2 separate regions of the Xenopus laevis genome follow, and region 1 is linked to region 2. The links are chromatin contacts, called in public Hi-C maps. All regions are on one chromosome and are shown on one strand. Each heading gives the region's core, a stretch centred on a gene start, on an enhancer-like site or on the middle of the called end of the contact. The rest is flanking DNA. Distances are from core to core; before and after follow the strand shown. Region 1 holds the start of cox15.S (cytochrome c oxidase assembly protein COX15 homolog). Region 2 overlaps dnmbp.S (dynamin-binding protein).

Region 1 (6,250 bases), core at 336-2,835, 68 kb before region 2:
CGCCACGGCGGATCAACGCTGCTTCATTCGACAATGCATTCACTTAACTTATTTCAGATCGCTCCAAAATCATCCGTGTAGTCCTACCCAAAGTCAGATGAAGTCTTTTGTTCAAGCATTTACAATTGATAAGTTAATATATTTCAGTTTTAATCAGATGAAGACGCATGCTGCATTCCATCCAATGCACTAGTCGTGTCAGATGGTAAATATTTCATGTAGTTTATGATAAAACTCCATGGACAATTTTGATCAAATTTTGTGGGTCAAATTTTAGCTGATGATATAAAACAGCATAACATTTTATAGGATGCTGTTCTCCCATAATTAGAAAGTAAAGCTGGTATCAGATAAAGTCCTGTGTTTACATCCTACAGTCAATGTATTTCAATAATAATAAAAAAAAAGTCTTTGACACCTTCAGTCATTATCTTGTCTGATGAAGACACAGCATGCTGTGCTCCCACCCGACAGGTGAGTTGGATGAAAAATTTTTCATGTAGTTTACACATCAGATTTTTCTATCAGTCCCGTTATATTTTGACCCACGTGACCACATCTGTCAGATGCATTTTGTCGATCCAATACCATCCGACAAAAGCGTTTGTGGAGATTATCCCTAACACATCCGCTTTTTATATCAGTCCCAACTGTTGCATTTACGTCAGACCTGTAGGATGTTTTTTTCATCCAACTCTCCCGTTGAGTTTAGCCCTTTTTCTAAATCTAAATCCACGGAAAACAGTTTTTTGTTAACTGCACAAAATGTTTGACTCTTGAAGCTACCCAGCAAAAAGCATCCAGCAGGTCTGCCAGCTGCCCTCGTTGTTTCAGGAGTCAGAACCAGTAGTGCAGTATCACTACAAAAATACAGACATGGGTAACAGCTTCACTCGCACATAATTGTGAAATCATTTCATTTCTAAACTGATGCCTCTCATTAAGTTGCTTAGAGGTAAGCTGAGTAAAAGAACTGTCCTTGGGTGCAGATCCCCTTTAAAGTGAGCTTACTGTTTCCCAGGGTACAGCTGGGCTAGGCTGAATTGATGCTGCCAGTTTGATAATACTTACAGGCTACTGAACTCCAAGTGCTGAAAAGAAAAAAACATGGATCCCTGCCTGGTGCTGTAAGAATGCAGATCCAGTACAAGAGCAGTCTCTGGTTATAAAACGCGGAGCATGCGCATTACAAGAAGCGAGTTTTTAGTCCTCCCTCTGCAGCTACTAACACAGTGGAGAAATGTCACTCATGGGCGCCGCCATATTCGTGACGTACCCTTACGTAAGACGTCGCAAACGTAACCTTGTCTGAAACGTGTGTATCTCGTTTAAGTCATAGTAAGAAGGAGGATAAAAGCCCCGTGCCCAGGGAAATGTAGCATAACGCAGCAGCGAGAACACGACTCGGAATGAATGCGTTGTAGCGGAGATTACATCTAGCGAAAAGTCAAATGCAGAATTTAGACTCCAATTAGATTTAACAAATCAAGCCATCAGAATGAATATGTCGTCCAATAGGAATTTCATTGGGGAGGCGTATATCCAATCCAAGGGAACACGGAAGTCTCGATCGTCAAATGAGAAGTAGCCTTGGTATTAATGCACGCCCTGCAGAAACGTAGGACCCTAAACACACTATCCAATAAAAAGACAGCAGGCGGAAGGGCGTGACAGTGTGAGGGTGGGAGTAGGGAGGGATGGTGGTGAGCTTGGGAGGTATAGTAAACATGCAGTTTGCTGCTGCGAGTGTGTTGTGTGGTTGAGCCCAGTTTGTATATCAGACATGTCACGTTCTACTCGTGCTGCTTTGCATTTAATTACTGTCCACTTTGAAACTCCCATGCCTCCTGTTATTATGTGGTGTTTACAGCACCTAGTCATCATCATTTATATAGCGCTGTCAAGATACACAGTGCTTTACTGCAGTTATAGCAAACAGGGAATAAATGGTGTATAACAAACAAGGATTACAGAGTACAATAGGGTTAGAAGGACCTAGAGATTAGAGTTTACAAACTAAAGGTTAGGGTACAATTGAGACATTAGGTTTATATAAACATTTTGTCATTTTTGATGCAGCAATGATTAATTAAGGTACATTGAATAGGCCTCTTTAAACAGATGGGTCTTTAAGGAGCGCTTAAAAAATTTGGAAAGAAGGAGAAAGTCTGACAGCTTGTGGCAGAGAGTTCCAGAGAAAAACAGAAGCCCGAGAGAAGTCTTGTAGACGAGAATGGGCAGAAGTGACCAGAGGAGAAGTGAGGCGAAGATCAGAAGCAGAGCGAAGGTTTCCTGAAGGAGTGTATTTGGAGATTAGAGATGAAATATAGGGAGGGGTTTCATTATTAAGGGCCTTGAATGTAAGTGTAAGTAATTTGAATTTGATTCTAGAAGAGATTGGGAGCCAGTGAAGGGACATACATATGGGAGCAGCTGATGTTGAGCGGTGAGATAGATGAATGAGTCTAGCGGCCGTGTTTAGAACAGATTGGAGTTGTGAAAGGTGACTTGTTGGGATACCTGTGAGGAGTAAGTTGCAGTAATCAAGGCTGGAGATGATGAGAGACTGAATCAGTGTTTTATTTGATTCTGAACTGCAATATGGTCGTATTCCAGCAATGTTGCGCAGTTGAATACGGCAAGATTTTGCAAGTGTTTGAATGTGTGGTGAAAAAGACAGATGAGAGTCTAAGATGACTCCTAGGCAGCGTGCCTGTGTGGTGGAAAGAAAGGTGGTGTTGTTTACGGTGAGTGCTATCTGAGGGACAGGGGAAGATCTTGGAGGAGATATAATGAGTTCTGTTTTAGAAAGGTTCAGTTTCAGGTGGCGCTGTGACATCCAGGAGGAGACAGCAGAGAGACAGTCTGTGACTTGGGAAAGGACAGAATTAGAAAGATCAGGAGTAGATAAGTAGAGTTGGGTGTCATCAGCATAAAGGTGATACTGAAGTCCAAATGACTGAATGAGTTTTCCTAGTGAAGTTGTATAGAGCGAGAACAGCAGGGGGCCAAGAACAGAGCCTTGAGGAACTCCAACAGAGAGTGGGAAAGTAGTAGAAGTAGAGTTAGAGTAGAATGTAGAATGTCCATGTAATACTAAACACTACAGACAGACATGGGGCCTCACTAAGGGATAAACAATAAACTGCTATTCCTTGGAAAGTTTTATGTGTCAGGGTATTATTATTATTATTATTATAGACAGCTGATTTATAACCTACAGACGCCTGTAGGCGGTAAATATGAAACAAATAGCATTGTCCGACTACCAGCTAAAGTCATACATATTGGAACCATGCTCTGTGCTTAGGGTAGAAACTGGTCTGGATTGAGATTAGTGTTGCCACCTTTTCTGTGGCAACTAGGGTTGCCACCTTGTCTAGTAAAATATACCGGGCTTCCTATATATTTATCTTTTTTCCCTATTAATAACAATCTAGTTTATTAGACACCAGTGGGATCACCTGACTATAGCTTTAAAGGGTGGGAGCTACAACAAGGAGGTGGAACTGCTCCTGTATAAACTATAACAAATAGGGAAATAATATTTTTGTTCTACAGCATTAAATGCAGTTCACTTTTGGTGCAGTATACTAGTGTGTATATATATATATATATATATATTTATATATATATATATATATATATATATATATATATATATATATATATACAATACTGACTTGTAATGATTCTAAAAAAAAGCCATGTTCCTTTTGTCCCAGTGGGTAGATGTGTCTAAGTTTTTTTTTGCCAGTTTTTCTCCAGTTGATATAGATATCCTCTTCAGTACAACGAGACAATGGAACTGCATTAGAGAAGAGAGCAGCTGTAGAAGAAACTGTAGGCTTTTGGAGGGTATGGTAGCAAGTATGAAGTATGAGTAAAAGCAACATGGCATTTTTGAAATGCTGTTAGTATCTTAAAAATTAAAAACTTACAAATCTTAAAAAAAGTACATACGCATGTCTGAATATTGGGTAAAATGTAAAATTCTGCATGCAATAAAAAACAGGAAGAGTTCAGATTATAACACTGGACAAAGATTATTTAAGCAACTTGACTTGCTGAGTAATTTTTCACCACTCATCCAAGTGACGTATTCTTTTGAAGTGAGGGGTTGAGATTCCCTACCACATAGAAGAAGTGAATGAGTGGAATGTTTACAATATTTACAATTACATGTGTGATTTTTGAATGAGTATTCATTTGTATTAATTTGTACTCCACTATTTATCTGAAAGGGTCCAATCGGAGCTAAGAAGAGGAGTATGTAATATAAGAAATTATACTATGAATTATGGGTCTCCTTTAAATATTTTAAGTACTGAAATCTCTACATAAATATAATCTTGTCTGTTAAATGAGGTGCAGGTCGTATTGAATTGTGTGCCAGTTTCCTGGAAGGAGGAATCACACCTTCTGTTGGTGAGTGTTTATTAGGATATTTAGCTGCTTATTATTGGAGGGAGACTGCAGTTAGTTTGTTCTGTATTTCAGACCTGAAGGTAATGGCCTACATGAATTTGCCTTTCAGGTGTGTGACATTTGAAATTCCCAAAAATTCATTGTGAAAATAATCAGAATCACTGTATGCTTGCAAGTAGAATGACATCATCACTTTGGGAGGGTGTCATTCCACCATATGAAGATTCCAGTTATTTTCTATACAAATGTATTTTTGTCACCTGCCCAAAAAATGTACCATTATCCTGAGAGAGAAAAAGGTTTATTCCTGCCCCAGAAAAAAAAAAGAGGTGTACTGTTCACCTTAAGGTTTCAAGTAAAATCTGCAGGTCCTCTTCCACTTCTCTGTATTCAGAAAAAGGCATCAGCACACGCAGCTGCAGAACAGAAAGTGAATTTTCTAAAAGTATCAGTGACAAGGGGCCAACCAAACCTATTCATTGAGTGCCACTTTTACTTAGGGTACTTGCCCATTAGGTAATATGCTTGTCTTGTGTATCTATGGCCCACAGGGGCCGTTATATATATATCAGTCCAAAAAGTGCAAGAACTTTCTATGCTTGCTTGTGGGTGCTTGGTCAAATGTAAATAATATACGCTTTTTGAAATAGACCAGCACACTGTTGGTGATAAATGCCCCAACGTGGGCCGAAAAGTTGGATGCACAGTGATGATCAAATATTATCTACCGTACTTTGGAATAGAATGGTGTGCTGGACCATTTTGAAAATCATATATATATATATACAGGTTACAAGTCCCAGAGGTGGATGCGGGGTACCATCCGGGTGCCGTAATAAATATTAATGTAGAAGAGAAATGATGGCACTGGTTATGGCTCAACTGAGCTAAATAAAATATGAATACTGTTACATAAATCCTGCGATTGCCATATGATGCCAAGGAAGAGCACCCCAATCAAAATTTACAGGAACATTGAACTGAACAGGAACTATCAAAAGTGATTTATTCCAAACAAATTTCCAACATTTTGATCACAAACATTTGGTCAAATGTAAATAATATACGCTTTTTGAAATAGACCAGCACACTGTTGGTGATAAATGCCCCAACGTGGGCCGAAAAGTTGGATGCACAGTGATGATCAAATATTATCTACCGTACTTTGGAATAGAATGGTGTGCTGGACCATTTTGAAAATCATATATATATATATACAGGTTACAAGTCCCAGAGGTGGATGCGGGGTACCATCCGGGTGCCGTAATAAATATTAATGTAGAAGAGAAATGATGGCACTGGTTATGGCTCAACTGAGCTAAATAAAATATGAATACTGTTACATAAATCCTGCGATTGCCATATGATGCCAAGGAAGAGCACCCCAATCAAAATTTACAGGAACATTGAACTGAACAGGAACTATCAAAAGTGATTTATTCCAAACAAATTTCCAACATTTTGATCACAAACTATGATCTTCCAATTTCTGTTCGAAATAAATCACTAAAGCTTTTTTGGCTGGACCTGTTGAGTGCGGTTCTCTGTTCCTGTAAATTCTACTTTATCTTCACCCAAAATGTATTTATTGGTTCAAAAACCTGCCATTTTGGATACTGGCTGACCTTTCTCTCTCTATCTCTCTCTCTCTCTCTCTCTCTCTCTCTCTCTCTCTCTCTCTCTCTATATATAGTGGAAGGGAATGTGCATTAAAACTAGCACTTCCTTTATACTTAAATATACTATTACTTAGCCTTTAGAGTGCTTCCACATCCCTATTTTTATACATTGTATTGTTGCCAGAAGCTGTGGCTGAGCTTCA
Region 2 (6,614 bases), core at 640-3,139:
TTCTTTTGTTTGGCTGCTGGGGGGGGGGAAGGGAGGGGGGTGATATCACTCCAACTTGCAGTACAGCAGTAAAGAGTGATTGAAGTTTATCAGAGCACAAGTCACATGACTTGGGACAGCTGGGAAATTGACAAAATGTCTAGCCCCATGTCAGATTTCAAAATTGAATATAAAAAAAATCTTGGTTGTAGAATCTATATTTCTGGGCTCTTGTTTGTGCTCCTGGGATCGCTCCTGAATTTACTAATAGGGTTAAAGTGATAAGCAGTTGTTGGTAAAAATGTGTTTTGATTAGCTAAAGTTACCTTTATTGGCAGACACCTTGGCTGGCAGCACGCAGGGACTGGTGGTGGGTATAAGGTAGCCAGGGTGGTGGGCCCTTGACTCAGGTTCTGGTAGGCTCTGGGTAGCCCAGTCAGAGACTGATTATACCAGCGGATAAAATCTTTTATCTGCACTGAATGATAACTACATGGTTTGCTGGACAGTAAAGGTGGCCTTAGATGCACAGATATTATTGTACGAAATACAATGGTGGGAGACGAGCCGACCAATATCGGCAGAAGACTTGGATATTGGTCGGCTCCTCGATTGGCCCAGGCAGAAAATTTTGATCTGGCACCTAAACATCGGCCATGTTTAGTGCTGAATTGTCAGATACAGGTAGAATTCTATTGTTTCTACCTTTATATAAGACAATTCAGCTCTACCCGTGTATTGAAATGAATTATCTGTTTTGGAAAGGTCTTTTCCAAGAAAGATCGTAGTTGTTACGTCTATGGCAACCTTAAGGTCTAAACAAACCAAACTTGCCAACAAAGTCTTGGCATATATAACCAGCTTTAGACTAGTTTACCATGGAGAAGCTACCTTAAACTGGCCCAGATTTGGTCAGATAATAAGGTCAATTTTAAGCACACTGGCTGCATCAAGGTATGTATGGCCTGTCATGGGCTGTTAAAGCCAATAATCCTGCAATTCTTGAGGACAATCAAAATTGGATTATGAGTGGAAATTTAACACTTAACACAAATGTTCTGCGGAGCCTACAATATATCATATTAAGACAAAGGCAGTTGGACAGGGGTGATAAAGGCATTTGGAACTTATAGGGTGGAGGATTATCAGTCCTGACAGAACATTTTGATCAGTCAACCAAAATGAGGTGGAGAAGATCTGCTCGAAGTGCTGTTTCTCATTTGGGCAGTTGGCATGAATTGACAGAACAATGCAGGTGGCCATGCACGTGTTTGGCCTATCCAGTGTCAGATTGGGACACCAATGGCCCACCAGAGAACATTATATCAAGTGCCCACCAGAGAACCTTATATCAAGTGCCCACCAGAGAACATTATATAAAGTGCCCACCAGAGAACATTATATCAAGTGCCCACCAGAGAACCTTATATCAAGGGCCCACCATCCCTATTTCAGGAGGGGGGGGAGTCCATCATACAAAATCCATCCATTCCGCTGAAATCCAATTGCTCAGATAGCATGTATGGCCACATTTACAATAGTTTTAAATTGTAATGGCTATGTAATGTAAAGTCAACACATCAGTTAGCAAGTAGTATGGCCCCAGAATAGTGATATATAGATAACTAATTCTGGTATTTTATGGATCAAATATAAACTAGGAACAATTAAATCTAGTAGGCCATCCTGATGAATAAGTACCAACTTTAAAACATTACTGTACATTTTCTCTGCCTACCTAAAGAATTAAAACAAAATGTGCTGAGGTCAGAAGAGCCCTGGTAGTTTCCCGCAAGTTGGCAGCATCAGACAGAAGCTGATGAGCAGTGCCAGGCTTGTGTGTGAGTAACACTGTGAGACTCATGCAAGCCTTCTGCACTAGGAATGTTTACAAGCCTGACGCAGCATGCACACCAGCCATCAATTCTCAGCTGGAACACGTAGCAGATCCTATTATTGCACTGACTGTTCAGCTTAGTGGCCTTTTTGGTACATGACCAGCATTAAGCAGCACTATGGTGCCATACCATTTACATGTCTCAGCAGTAATCACAAACTTTTCTTTATTTTAAAGGGATGGTTCACTTTCAAAACACTTTTTTCAGTTAAAGTGTTTTCAGATTATTCAGCAGATATAAAGACATTTTCAATTAGTTTCCATTTTTTTTTTTTTTTACCATTTTTCCAAAATCTAAGTTTAAAGTTGAATGTTCGTGTCTCTGGTGTTTGAGTCTGGCAGCTCAGTAATTCAGGTGCAGATTCTGAACTGTTACAATTTTGCAACATTTAGTTGATACATTTCTCAGCAGCATCTCTGGAGTATTAGCAACTATTGTATCAGTTCTAACAGCTGCCTTTAATAAAACGCAGGGATTCTGTTCAAAGATAACAAATGTATCAACTAAATATATCAATTTAGAACAGTTTACAGGGTCGGTGACCCCCACCTACCAGAGCTGCATTAGAAGGTGAAAATGAAACTTTACACTTCAATATTAGAAAAACAGTCACGCATAGAAAATAGAAAGTCATTGGAAAAAGTCTTTATATATGATGAACTGATCTGAACTGTTCTGAAACCAATGGAAGTGAAAAAAGTGTTTGAAGGTGAACAACCCCTGTAAGAGCCAGACAATGCATTAGCTCACAGTCACTACTTTAAACTTTACATAATCTGAAACAATTTACTAAAAGGTTTAGGGCAATGAAACATGGAGCAGTTGAGAGCCTATTGTTACTTCAGCAATTTCCAGCTTGGGGGGCAAACATGCTCTGAAATTGCACCCCTAAAAATTTCTATAGCAATCACCTGCACTTGATGGTGCACCGCGGGTTAGGCAATTGATGCTCGAATATGCATTATCCAGGTACAGGCAATAGCAAAAAAATTGGTAGGTGGATGGGACATTTGGGAATGTTTATTGCCTGATTAGTAACCTCATGTGGCATTACATAAAAGCTAATGGAAATTTAAATTCAGTACATGATCAAGTAACACGGGGAACATTTCTGCAATTCATTACTGAGCCAAGTCACTGCAAATTGTAAACAGTTACCCTCTGCGGTGTAAGGAACAGAGCCAATTGTCTAGGGTTGCAGGAATGTTGGACATCCCTGACTTATAGACTTGTGGGACGGGTGAAACAGCATTAAAGGAACAGTAGCCTCAAAAAATTAAAATGTTTCAAAGTAATGAAAATATCATGTACTGTTGCCCTGCACTGGTAAAACTGATGTGTTTGCTTCAGAAACACTACTGTAGTTCATATAAACAAGCTGCTTGCATAGCAATGGCAGAAATTGAAAAAAGGCTATATGGCACAGGTTAAATAGTGGTTAACAGATAACACCACTATGTTCTAGGGATGCACCGAATCCAGGATTCAGTTCAGTCCAGAATCCTTCAGCCTGGCCGAACCTAATCCGAATCCTAATTTGCATATGCAAATTAGGGACAGGTAGGGAAATCTTTTTGTCACAAAACAAGGAAGTAAAAAATGTTTTACCCTTCCCAAGCCTAATTTGCATATGCATATTCGGATTCGGTTCGGTATTCGGCCGAATCTTTCGCGAAGGATTAGGGGGTTCAGCCGAATCCAAAGCAAGCGGAAGCTTGATGAAAGTGGGGTTGCTGTGCTCCCATTATTGAGGTGCCTGATTTATTTTTAGTCAGGGGCTATGGAAGTTTTTTCTTTTTCCGGCCACCATTTGGCGCCTTACCAAGGCAATCAATGGCATTGTACCCGCACACTCCAGCACCTTTTTTGTGTTTGGTTTGTGCACCACTGGATGGGTGTCATAGTCCTTTGGGCTATGGGGGAAGCTTTGGCAGAACCCAGGGTAGACGGGACTCCCCCTAGCCACAAGGCGAAGGGGAGTCCAAACGGCCCTAAACCCCTTCGGGGGGCGGGGATGGTGGGGCTCACCCTAGATCGGCGAAAGTGGAACCACCCGCTCCTTTTGGCCTGGCGTGGGACACTTGAGCAACGGAGCCCATGCCTTCAAATAGGACTCAGGAAGGATGAGTCAATATCATCTGTCTAGTCCATATATAAAGTAAGGATGCACCTAGCCAGGATTTGGTTTGGGATTCAACAGGATTCGTTGGAATCCAAGTGCCTGGCTGAACTAAATCTGATCCTTAAAATCATGTGCGTTTTCATCATAAAAAAAGTGTGTTCTCTTTAACCCACTCATACCTAATTTAAATATCCAAATTAGGATTCTGACTTTGGTATTCAGCCAAATCTTTCTTGAAGGATTTGGTATTCGGTTGAATCTCTCATGAATGAATCCCCAAATAGTGGATTCTTTGCATACCTAGTATAAAGATCGGTTAGCCAATCAACAGTATCACGTTACAACAAAAAAAGTTCTTCTTCTTGTAGTGTGGGGGGCACAACATACAAATACGTTACTTTTTTATATCATTTTTTGAATAAATGCTATAGAGCTATCAATATCATAGTTTGCATATGTTACCGTATATAAATTGTGACTTCCAATTTGAAAGCACATGGCCCTTTACAAAGGGGGGTGGGGTACACTGCTCTTCCTAGCAGTTAGTGAGAAAGCAGGCTTAATCTGCAAATAATAGCCATAGGATTTACAGCTATCTATTGAGATGCCATTGCTCTATAGAGAGCTTTTTCATAATTTGCAAAAAGGTAAATTGTATGCACAAAAACACATAAGAGAGTATATTGATCACAGAGGCTCTGTGTATCTGAAAAATATACCTCCTGATGAGTGACTAAGGATGCCGGGAGTTGAAGTCCAACCACAACATTAATTGTAATAAAGAATAGAAAATATCTGAAACAGTTCTGAGAATGAATAATCATTTATAGGAGGACATGTAGGTCACAATTCGCAGCAGGTCACACACAGGGACAATAGTAACCAGGCCTCTGTACTGGGTGTGACCTGCTGTTTGCACAGGGATGGACTAAAGAAGAGTAAAAGAAAAACTGGTGAAAGTTTCTTAGTTCAGACAGGAGTGAATGAAATACAACAAAAATCATGGATATACTCAGTAAAATTTAAAATAAAGGAGTTTTGTACTGTACCCCAGGTTCTGTTCCATTCACTCCAGATAGAAGTTGACACAACAGGAGATGCACCTATTTTGGTTTTGTGTTGCTTAAAGAGTGCTTGTTAAGTTGTTTATACACAAGTGCTCACATTTCCACTCACACAAGCTGCGCTCTCATAGCAACTGGGCTCCAGTGTATTACTATGAATGTGCACTAACTGGTTTGCATGCTTCTGCTGCAATTTTTGTTCAGATTATTATCATTTCAGTAATAAATAAAGCAACCCTACGTGTACTCTCTGTGCTCTGCTGAGAGATGTGACCATGATTTAACTGGTGTCGTTTTTAAGCACATAAACCTACGGGGTGGAATTCACAAAATTGGTGATATTGAGACAAAATAAAATTGGATATAGATTTATTGGATTTCCCAGCATATTTAAGCGAAGCAAAGAAACTGACCTGGTTAGGCTGAGACGGCTAAAAGGAACCAAAAAGCTTTCACAATGCAAGACATGCAGTGTAAAGCCTTCTGAAAACACAAGGTATTTACACTACATGTCTCATGCTACACACGTAGTACTGCCTGTGCTTCTCTCCAAGTCCTACCCACTCAGAAGTCATGTTCCAATATCTTGCACTGATGAGATCTAACAAGATTGAAACAGGTTGTCTGCAAGTTTGGATATATAGCTCTGAACTATTAGGCTACTTGGCTATAAAACCAGCGGTTCTGGATGCATAATTGGACACAGGGACATAAATAAGAGATTTGCATGTCTCTACCCATAATGCCTTATATGAGAGTCTCATTTTTGGTATTAAAGGACCAGTAACATCGTTAGTATAGAACGAAATAAAAACACCAAGACAAATTAAACTTTAAAATAGAAAAGCCTTTATTAAAAAATAACTTACAGAAACTCCACTTCCTGTCCTCTACAGAAAAGGCGAAAGGGCGACAACGATCCAGCGTGCTGCGCTCAATTTCTTCTCCCATTCTACTGACAGTGTGTGTTCATGTGTGTTCTGAGGAAGCCGATGTCAGCAGGCTCCCCATTAGCCCCCACACTGAAATGCTCATCGAATCCGACAACGACAGCCTTCACCTCGGGGTCCGTCTCCACGAAGCCCAGTCCTTGGGGGTGCCATTCAGAAGGTCAGCTCCGCAGCCTAAGTGAGGGATCCCCGCGGCCCCCAAACTCCTCTCTCAGCGCCCGACCCCCAATTATATAGACTTTTCCCTGTGCTCGGCTGTGCTCTTAGTTGCTTTCCCAAAGAACCTGCCGATTCCCCTGAGGCGGAATCCCTTAAGGCAGTGCTAGCTGTGTAGCATGAGCAATGTGAATACCTTCTGTTTTCAGAAGACTTTACACTGCCACCATATTTACAAACCTCGATCTACATTTTTGTGAATTCCCCTCCATGAGTATTTGCAGTGTTAAAGGAAAAGTAACACCAAAAAAATGAAACCATTTTTAAGTAATTCAAATAAAAAGTACAGTTGCTCTGCACTGGTGTATTTGCTTCAGAAACAGAAATATGGTTTATATAACAAGCTGCTGTTTAGCCATGGGGGCCGCCATTCACACTGGAAAAA

What was found. A called contact is a pair of places that touch in the nucleus more often than the background predicts.
Region 1: a contact with region 2 is called in a Hi-C map of the XTC cell line, with 3 times the contacts expected there. The contact joins the promoter of cox15.S here to the enhancer-like site in region 2. A contact is called at or near these places in 3 of 4 Hi-C or Micro-C datasets (the XL177 cell line, the XTC cell line and animal cap).

What each region holds. Positions count from the first base shown.
Region 1 is chr7S:26,034,401-26,040,650 of Xenopus_laevis_v10.1, reverse strand. cox15.S (cytochrome c oxidase assembly protein COX15 homolog) reads right to left here and starts at 1,585. Exons shown (of 10, transcript XM_018227517.1): 1 at 1,072-1,585.
Region 2 is chr7S:25,965,921-25,972,534 of Xenopus_laevis_v10.1, reverse strand. The region is part of intron 4 of dnmbp.S (dynamin-binding protein); the gene reads right to left. LOC108697464 (a long non-coding RNA gene) reads left to right here. Exons shown (of 4, transcript XR_005962902.1): 2 at 5,960-6,614. Among protein-coding and RNA genes, the nearest start is that of LOC108697464, 10 kb to the left of the region's middle. Within about 2 kb of position 1,889, at least 1 of the 7 cell types and tissues checked has an H3K27ac peak or open chromatin away from gene starts, as enhancers often do.